Linked DNA regions of Xenopus laevis: region 1 is linked to region 2. A link is a contact called in public Hi-C data. All regions are on one chromosome and are shown on one strand. Each heading gives the region's core, a stretch centred on a gene start, on an enhancer-like site or on the middle of the called end of the contact. The rest is flanking DNA. Distances are from core to core; before and after follow the strand shown. Region 1 has its middle 47 kb from the start of six6.L. Region 2 has its middle 8.0 kb from the start of six1.L.

The links. Hi-C and Micro-C count contacts between places; a contact is called where the count stands out from the background.
Region 1: a contact with region 2 is called in a Hi-C map of the XL177 cell line, with 2.2 times the contacts expected there. The contact joins two enhancer-like sites. A contact is called at or near these places in 2 of 4 Hi-C or Micro-C datasets (the XL177 cell line and the XTC cell line).

What each region holds. Positions count from the first base shown.
Region 1 is chr8L:93,852,566-93,856,243 of Xenopus_laevis_v10.1, reverse strand. No RefSeq gene overlaps it. Among protein-coding and RNA genes, the nearest start is that of six6.L, 47 kb to the left of the region's middle. Within about 2 kb of position 1,678, at least 1 of the 7 cell types and tissues checked has an H3K27ac peak or open chromatin away from gene starts, as enhancers often do.
Region 2 is chr8L:93,781,079-93,784,729 of Xenopus_laevis_v10.1, reverse strand. No RefSeq gene overlaps it. Among protein-coding and RNA genes, the nearest start is that of six1.L, 8.0 kb to the right of the region's middle. Within about 2 kb of position 1,824, at least 2 of the 7 cell types and tissues checked have an H3K27ac peak or open chromatin away from gene starts, as enhancers often do.

The DNA.
Region 1 (3,678 bases), core at 429-2,928, 72 kb before region 2:
CAGTGGAGTAACTAGACCTACATGGGCTCTGATGTAGGATTTGCTCCCGGTCCCCCCACAGGCTCCCTATTCTTCTGCAGGGCTGGTCCTATCAAAGGTGGGGCCCTATTAGGATCATTTTGGCGGGCCCCTAGACAAAGAATGTACTGTTTCTGTTGTGTGCATCTGGAGAGTTGTATACTTTTTGCTGTAAAATATTAAGGTGTAGTTAGCTGGTATCAATCAGTACCTACAGGTGCAAGTTGGTAATTAAATGACCCTAACACAGAATTGTGTACACATTTAACCCCTAGATTTAATGTAACACATCTGAGCTATTTTGGTTTATTTTCATCTCATTAGATCCAAATTAATGAATCTTTCATGGAAATATTTGCAGCACATAAGATATGGCTTCTTACTGCAATTCTTTTATCTTTCCTCTTGCTACATAAACAAGAATAGAATACTTGCTAACTACTCAAATTCCTTAGAGGTTATAAAAATCCACAGAAAGAAAATATTTTTGGGGTATGCTTAAAGTGGTCTCTCACTCCATAACTGTTATTCATGAACAAAACAGTTCAGACCTAGGAATGGGGGCATACAGGGACAGGAGAGAGAAAGGGAAGGGGGGGGGATATGGGGCACAGGGACAGGAGAGAGGAAATAGGGGCACACAGGGAAAGGAGTGAGAAAGAGGGAGGAAGGGAGGGAGGGAGGAAACAGGGGCACACAGGTCAACAGACACAAAGGAAATAGGAGAGTGGACTGAGCCAATCGGGTTGGGGCAGGCTAAGCAGATTCGGTTTTGGGACGGGCTCATTTGATTGGGATTGAGAGTGGGCTGGCCCTATGGAGATTGAAGCTGACTGGGCCTATCAGAGTTGGGGGAGGACTGGGCAGCTTTATGTGCTATGGAAATTCTTACACGTGCTGCCCCCTGGGGCTGAGCCTCCAGGGGTGTGGGGCCATACTGGGCCAAATCGGTCCAATCAGTCTAAGGCTGGCCCTGTTCTCCTGGATGGCCCTCACACTCTGGATGTGCACCTGAGTACACATTTACTGTATATGTTCCTTTCAACCTGATCGTGTTGCTGTGTCTCTGACGGGCCCCATTGGGGGTGTGCCCAGGTGCATTCACAAGCCTGTCACCCCCAATTGTTATACCAGTGATCTTGGCTTTTATAAATAACTTTATTTTAAGTTTATGGTGATTCAAATTTTACTTTGAAAAGTTTTTTGAGGCAAATAAAGTCAGGGTTTCTGTGTAATAATAGCATCCATGGGTCCAAGCAATTGCATTTGAAATAAATAGGAAGCCCATAGATCTAATTATGTCCCAGAGAACACATTGCCTGTAATGGTGTTGTGTGCCCATTGCCCTATTGTGTGATGCATGGGCAGTTGTAGGGTGGGATAGGGCAGAATGGGAATCTGCTCTTGTCCCCCATCAACAGTGGACCCAAACAATTGGGCACCAACAGTGGTATAACTACTAGGTGTGCAGGGGGGGTGATTGCACCAGGGTCTGTACCCCCTGGGGGCCAGCTGTAGCCAAGATAAGATTTATCACAAGCAGCAGGGCAGGGAGAGATTTTTGCAGCACATATATTGGCAGAATGCTAGTGCGCAATTAGGGGCCAGGAGCACATCCTGCAGCCGGGCCTGCTGTTGCCAAGTTATGCCACTGCGCCAAGATCCCCAAAAAAAACACATTGCCAAAGTATTAAAGGGATACTGTCATGGGGAAAAAAAAATTTAATAGTGCTGCTCCAGCAGAATTCTGCACTGAAATCTATTTTTCAAAAGAGCAAACTGATTTTTTTATATTCAATTTTGAAATCTGACATGGGGCTAGACATTTTGTCAATTTCCCAGCTGCCCCTGGTCATGTGACTTGTGCCTGCACTTTAGGAGAGAAATGCTTTCTGGCAGGCTGCTGTTTTTCCTTCTCAATGTAACTGTATGTGTCTCAGTGGGACATGGGTTTTTACTATTGAGTGTTGTTCTTAGATCTACCAGGCAGCTGTTATCTTGTGTTAGGGAGCTGCTATCTGGTTACCTTCCCATTGTTCTTTTGTTTGGCTGCTGGGGGAGGGGGAAAGGGAGGGGGTGATATCACTCCAACTTGTAGTACAGCAGTAAAGAGTGATTAAAGTTTATTAGAGCACTAGTCACATGACTTGGGGCAGCTGGGAAATTGACAATATGTCTAGTCCCATGTCAGATTTCAAAATTGAATATAAAAAAATCTGTTTGCTCTTTTGAGAAATGAATTATCCCTTTAAAGACACATATGGGGGAATATAATATTAGTCGTTAACAGAAAATTCGTTCACATTGCGAATAAATGTTGGCAATGCAAACAATTTTGCCTTTCAGAACTCTTTGCCCCTCACACGATAGTTGATAATTTTATCATTTGCGATAGTGCGCAGTGTATTTAATGAAACTTCTTAATGAAAAAGTTGTTTGCTCCAAAAGTTTAATCCACCTTCAAGCAGGTGTTAAAGGTTTGCAATGCAATAAATGCTTAATGAAGAATATTACATTGCGACATGCACATTTTTATTCTTATTTGTGCACAGATTTCAAATTATATTACATTTCCCCCATGGGGGACTATTTATTAAAATGTGGGATTTATAGAATTGTGTTAATTCATTGTGTTTGCCGCTATTGTGTGCTTTTTTGCAATTTAAATTTTTGAATAGTAACAAATAGAGCCCTTACTGTGTAACAGTTATTATATGCTCTCAGAAAAAATCACAGCACCCAGATTCAGACTGAGGCATACTGGTGAATTGTAGGTTAACAACAGTTGGATGATTGCTTGTTGGACATCCCTGATTAATATTATTTCCTCTCAGATTGCGGCCACAACCTCTCTACATTATCCAAGGGTCCCTTTTCTGTAACTTTGGCTCTGGTTTGGTGCCAGACTCATAGCAATAAAGCGATTGAATCAAGAGCTAAAAGTGATTTTAGAGGAACTGAGCCTAATACAGCAGAGCAAAAGGTCTTATTGACTGAGCTATTTCATGTGGCGTTTTAGATTTGTTGGGTTTAATCATAAACACTGTTGCCTCTAATGAGCCATCAATTTCTTACAGCTGTTACATTAAAAATAGCTCCACTATCAACTGTACATTTCCAGGCCAGTGTAAAGTATTATAGACTTGTGATATTCCAGCTCCTGGATCCCCCAGCCAACTGGCCCCTGAATGTAGCTACAGCTGCAAGGATATTTATCAAGGCATAAACTGAAGGAATGGATAAACAAACATATATATATTTATATAAATATATATATAAATATATATATATATATATATATATATATATATATATATATATATATATATATGTTTTTATTTGGCATTACCCAACATGCAGAATAACTAGGTAGTCTTTTAATTCTATAGCCTTAAAATATACATATTTGACCCTCACTGGTTTTTAAAAATAACTATTTTTCCCTAGTTTTAGCACAAGCTTTCGCAGGTATTTCTAATTTAATTTTAACTTTCCCCAACTTTGCAGCTCATAGTCGATGTGCATAAAGATTATTGAAGTAGAAATTTACTGCTGAAGGCACATGTTACCCCATAACCTTGCGATATTCTGGGTGTTATATCATAACTGCTAGACCCTAGTGAGCAGTGGAACAACCAAAAATGTTACTTGTGATTGATG
Region 2 (3,651 bases), core at 575-3,074:
TAAAATGAGGGGTTCTAATCCATAGGGGACTCCCCATAAGGGCCTCCAAATAATGTTAAGAATACTCCGAACACCCTTAAAGTAAAATGAGGGGTTCTAATCCATAGGGGACTCCCCATAAGGGCCTCCAAATAATGTTAAGAATACTGAGAGTAATGGATAGCACACCATATTTGAAAAAAATAATAGAAAATTTATTACAAAAAAGAAAAGAAAAATTACAAAAGTAATACAAAAATTCTATTATTTTTTCAAATTGGGTGTGCTATCCATTAATCCCAGTATTCTCCACTATGAACACAGCACTGCATGCTCACCTTTGGATTCCCCCTGGCTTGTACATCATTTAGATGAATTCAGGTCAGTCTCATGAATCTCATGGGTCGGGTGCCTATGATCCATGGATTTGTCCTTACTAGCGTCCATGGGATTTGTACATTAGGCCCATAGTGTCAAGAACAGATATTTGCTAAAGCATGATATGCCTTTAAAAATAGAAGGAATGTGCCCTGAAATATGCTGTTTAATCATGGACCCCAGAAAGGGCAGCAAGGCTTACCTGAAATTGGGCAGGGTTTTGGGCCGATTGGGGTCATATTTCGTTGTGACTGTGGCAAAACAACAAAAGTGTGTCCTAAACTAAATCTTAAATCTTAAATACCCCAATTACAACTTTACTATCTCTGAATTGTTAATTGCTGAATTATAACTTGCCACAGATTGACGACCTGATTAGGGCGCACCTCCCAGTTCTCCCAGTTTGCGGACTCCAAAAGGGACCAGGGCTTGTCTCAAAGTACAGGGTTTTTGGGTGGGTCTTGGTGTATCTAGGTGTGTGAACAGTTTTTTTTTGCTATGTATGGTTTTGCAGAGTTTGTCCACCTGCAAATGTTTAGTGAAATGGAGTCAAAAATTGGTCAAGCGGTCGGTTTCATGTGTGACAGAAAAGGTGTGTGGTACACAAGAAAGACATGCAGTACACAAGAAAAATGCATGCATAATATTATTCTACCGTCTCCTTCTACATTAACCAATGGGATTTGAGCACCCAGATATTAGCTGTTTGTGGATTTATTAATTGTGCCTGTGTTTGTAAGCTAATAATATATAAACTATAGATGGTGCTTTTTAACATAGGAGGAACGTGTCAGGAGGGAGTGGCTCACGTGAGGTTTGCAGACAGTGGGAGCACATTGCCTTATGGTATGTTTTATTATAATCTGATACAATTTTTTTTATGTTGTTTGCTGTGATTATTTTGCACTAATAAAATTGAGCCACCTTGCATATTATTTATTTTTCATACTAAAGTGTTGGAAGGCCTGAGGAGTGCACAAGTTCTTCACTGGGAAATACAGAAAAATATAACTGGTTCTGACCTCCTGTCTTGTAATTCCAAAGGAACCAGAAACAGTACACCTGTAAAAGGAAATATACTTTGCCATGCAATAGTATTACTTTTTTTAAAAAAATCAGATTTTTGCAAAGTGACACTGTGTTACTGTACATTCTAGTCCTGTTTGTTCTCAGGCACAGATGAACACATCTTCCCATAGCTGAAACCCAGCAGCACCCAGTGTGTTTCCATTGCCTCTGGCAGGCAGACTGTTAAACCAGTCAGGTGGTATGTCAGGGAAGAGCTGCGGGCAGGGGATATACACAGTGGCCCCTGGAAGCAGAGTAGGCAGAAGGTGATGTGAGGCTGGGAAAGTGAGGTGTGGGAAGGAGCTGCCCTACTGAGCTGCCTGCAGGGCCTTCAACGCATTGAGTTGGCAAGCAGGCGCAGGTGTTACTGACAAGTCTACATTTTCTCAGCCCTTTTAGGGATTTTTGACAGTACAAAGCCCTTTACCTTCCTGCTCCGCTCCTATATGCCCCCAGCACTGCTGTCCCCTGCTTACTCCCTGCTCTTGACTCCCCCGGGCACAGATTATCTGCAGCATCCTGGCCCCATGGTTTCCTTTGGCACCAGCGTCCCAAATCTCATGTAATCTAATAATAATCCGGCGACTGGCATTATTCCTTCTAGTTTTAACTAAACCACAGACGCGCCATGCGCGCAGATATTGAGATATTTCAGGCAGAGATGGGTCGGGATTGCAAGCAAGTACATACAAGATAACTAGAGGGAGATGAAACATACAGTAGATAACAGTAGGCAATTCTAGAACTCCCCTTGATTCCCCTTTTATTTATGGGGAGGCCAAATCACTCCTTTCTAGACGCAACACCTGCTGGAATGGAAATTCTGCGCAAATAAAACTGTAACCAAGTAGCCACTCTGCACCGACACTCTCTCTAATTTCTTAAAGGGTATGACATTTCCCCAAATGTATGTAGAAATGAGTTTTGTGTGTGTTTGCGCAGAGGTGTCTGTGTGCAGCCACAATTAGTTGGGGCCAGGGCGTTCAGTTTGGAGAGAATTGTTTATTCTACAGCCGGGGCTCCCTATGCAGTGCTAAGTTACTATTAGCTGCCAGTGCCAACTGCCACACTACTGTCTCTTGCTCAACAAAGATGAAGGGTTGGTAACTAACCAACTGCCCCAAATGTGTTGAATAGGAATCAGAACAGATCAAAGCTTATTGTGCAGTATATCCTGGTACAATGTAGAATGGGTTGAATTGTATTAACCACAGATGCGCCACAAATAGAAAGTACAGGAGCTGTTAATCACCCTAAAATAATTGTGGGTACCAAAAAAAACATAGGCCAAACTAAATTATCTATGCCTTAAATTAACTGCTATCCTCCCATGCGTCCCCAAGTCTCTTTGGAGTGGACATGCCGGCGGAATGTAAGCTTTTTAGGCAAGGAATCCTATCTGCTACTAGTTTGCTTACAAATGTAACACTGTTGTACTGTTTTCTTCTCCTCTCGCAGTTCCCAGCTCTTCATACAGGCCTCTATTTTCCCACACAATCCGGGTAACACAATACGTTTTACAGTCAGTCATGGATATTATAAAAACGATTTCCTTTTCCCAATAACAAAAAAAAAAGCGATGGTAATTGCCCAGAATATTCAGGTGGGTTGCACGTAACACTTTCTTTATCACAGAAGGGCTTCTATATACCAGATCCCATAGAGCGGGGACAAGGACTGACTTTTTGTTGCTTTATACCTTGGCAAATACGCAGTGAATAGATTTGTGCGCGTAATTGGGCCAAATGAGCAGAACTGCCTGTTTAGTTCTATTCTGTACAGAGCATTGAGCCCCACGATCTGTGCCAAATCTGCCAGCGCTTTATTGCTAGGACTTCTGTTCTGACCCACAAAAACACCCAGTAAGCTGAGATCATGTGTTACTTTTGGGAAAGCCGGTTGCAAATTGTTTTTATTTGGTTTAATATTAATTGCCCCAATCAAGGAGTTTAGAAAAAGATATGACGATTATGTTTCATTATGGTTATTGCCATGTAATGTGAATGGGCTTTTCTATTCGTGATTAATGTAATAACTAGCCAGCTCAGGGGAAGAGCAAACAGAGAATAGTGTAGAGAATACACATGTAACTGCTGGTACCTTGGGTAAATGTACCTCCTTGCTTTATATTTAAAGACGCATTTATTTAAATATATTTGGTTGTTAAAATTAAATTGTAATACAATTCTACTCATAAAGAAAACGCTTTAGTGGTGAGATAACGAA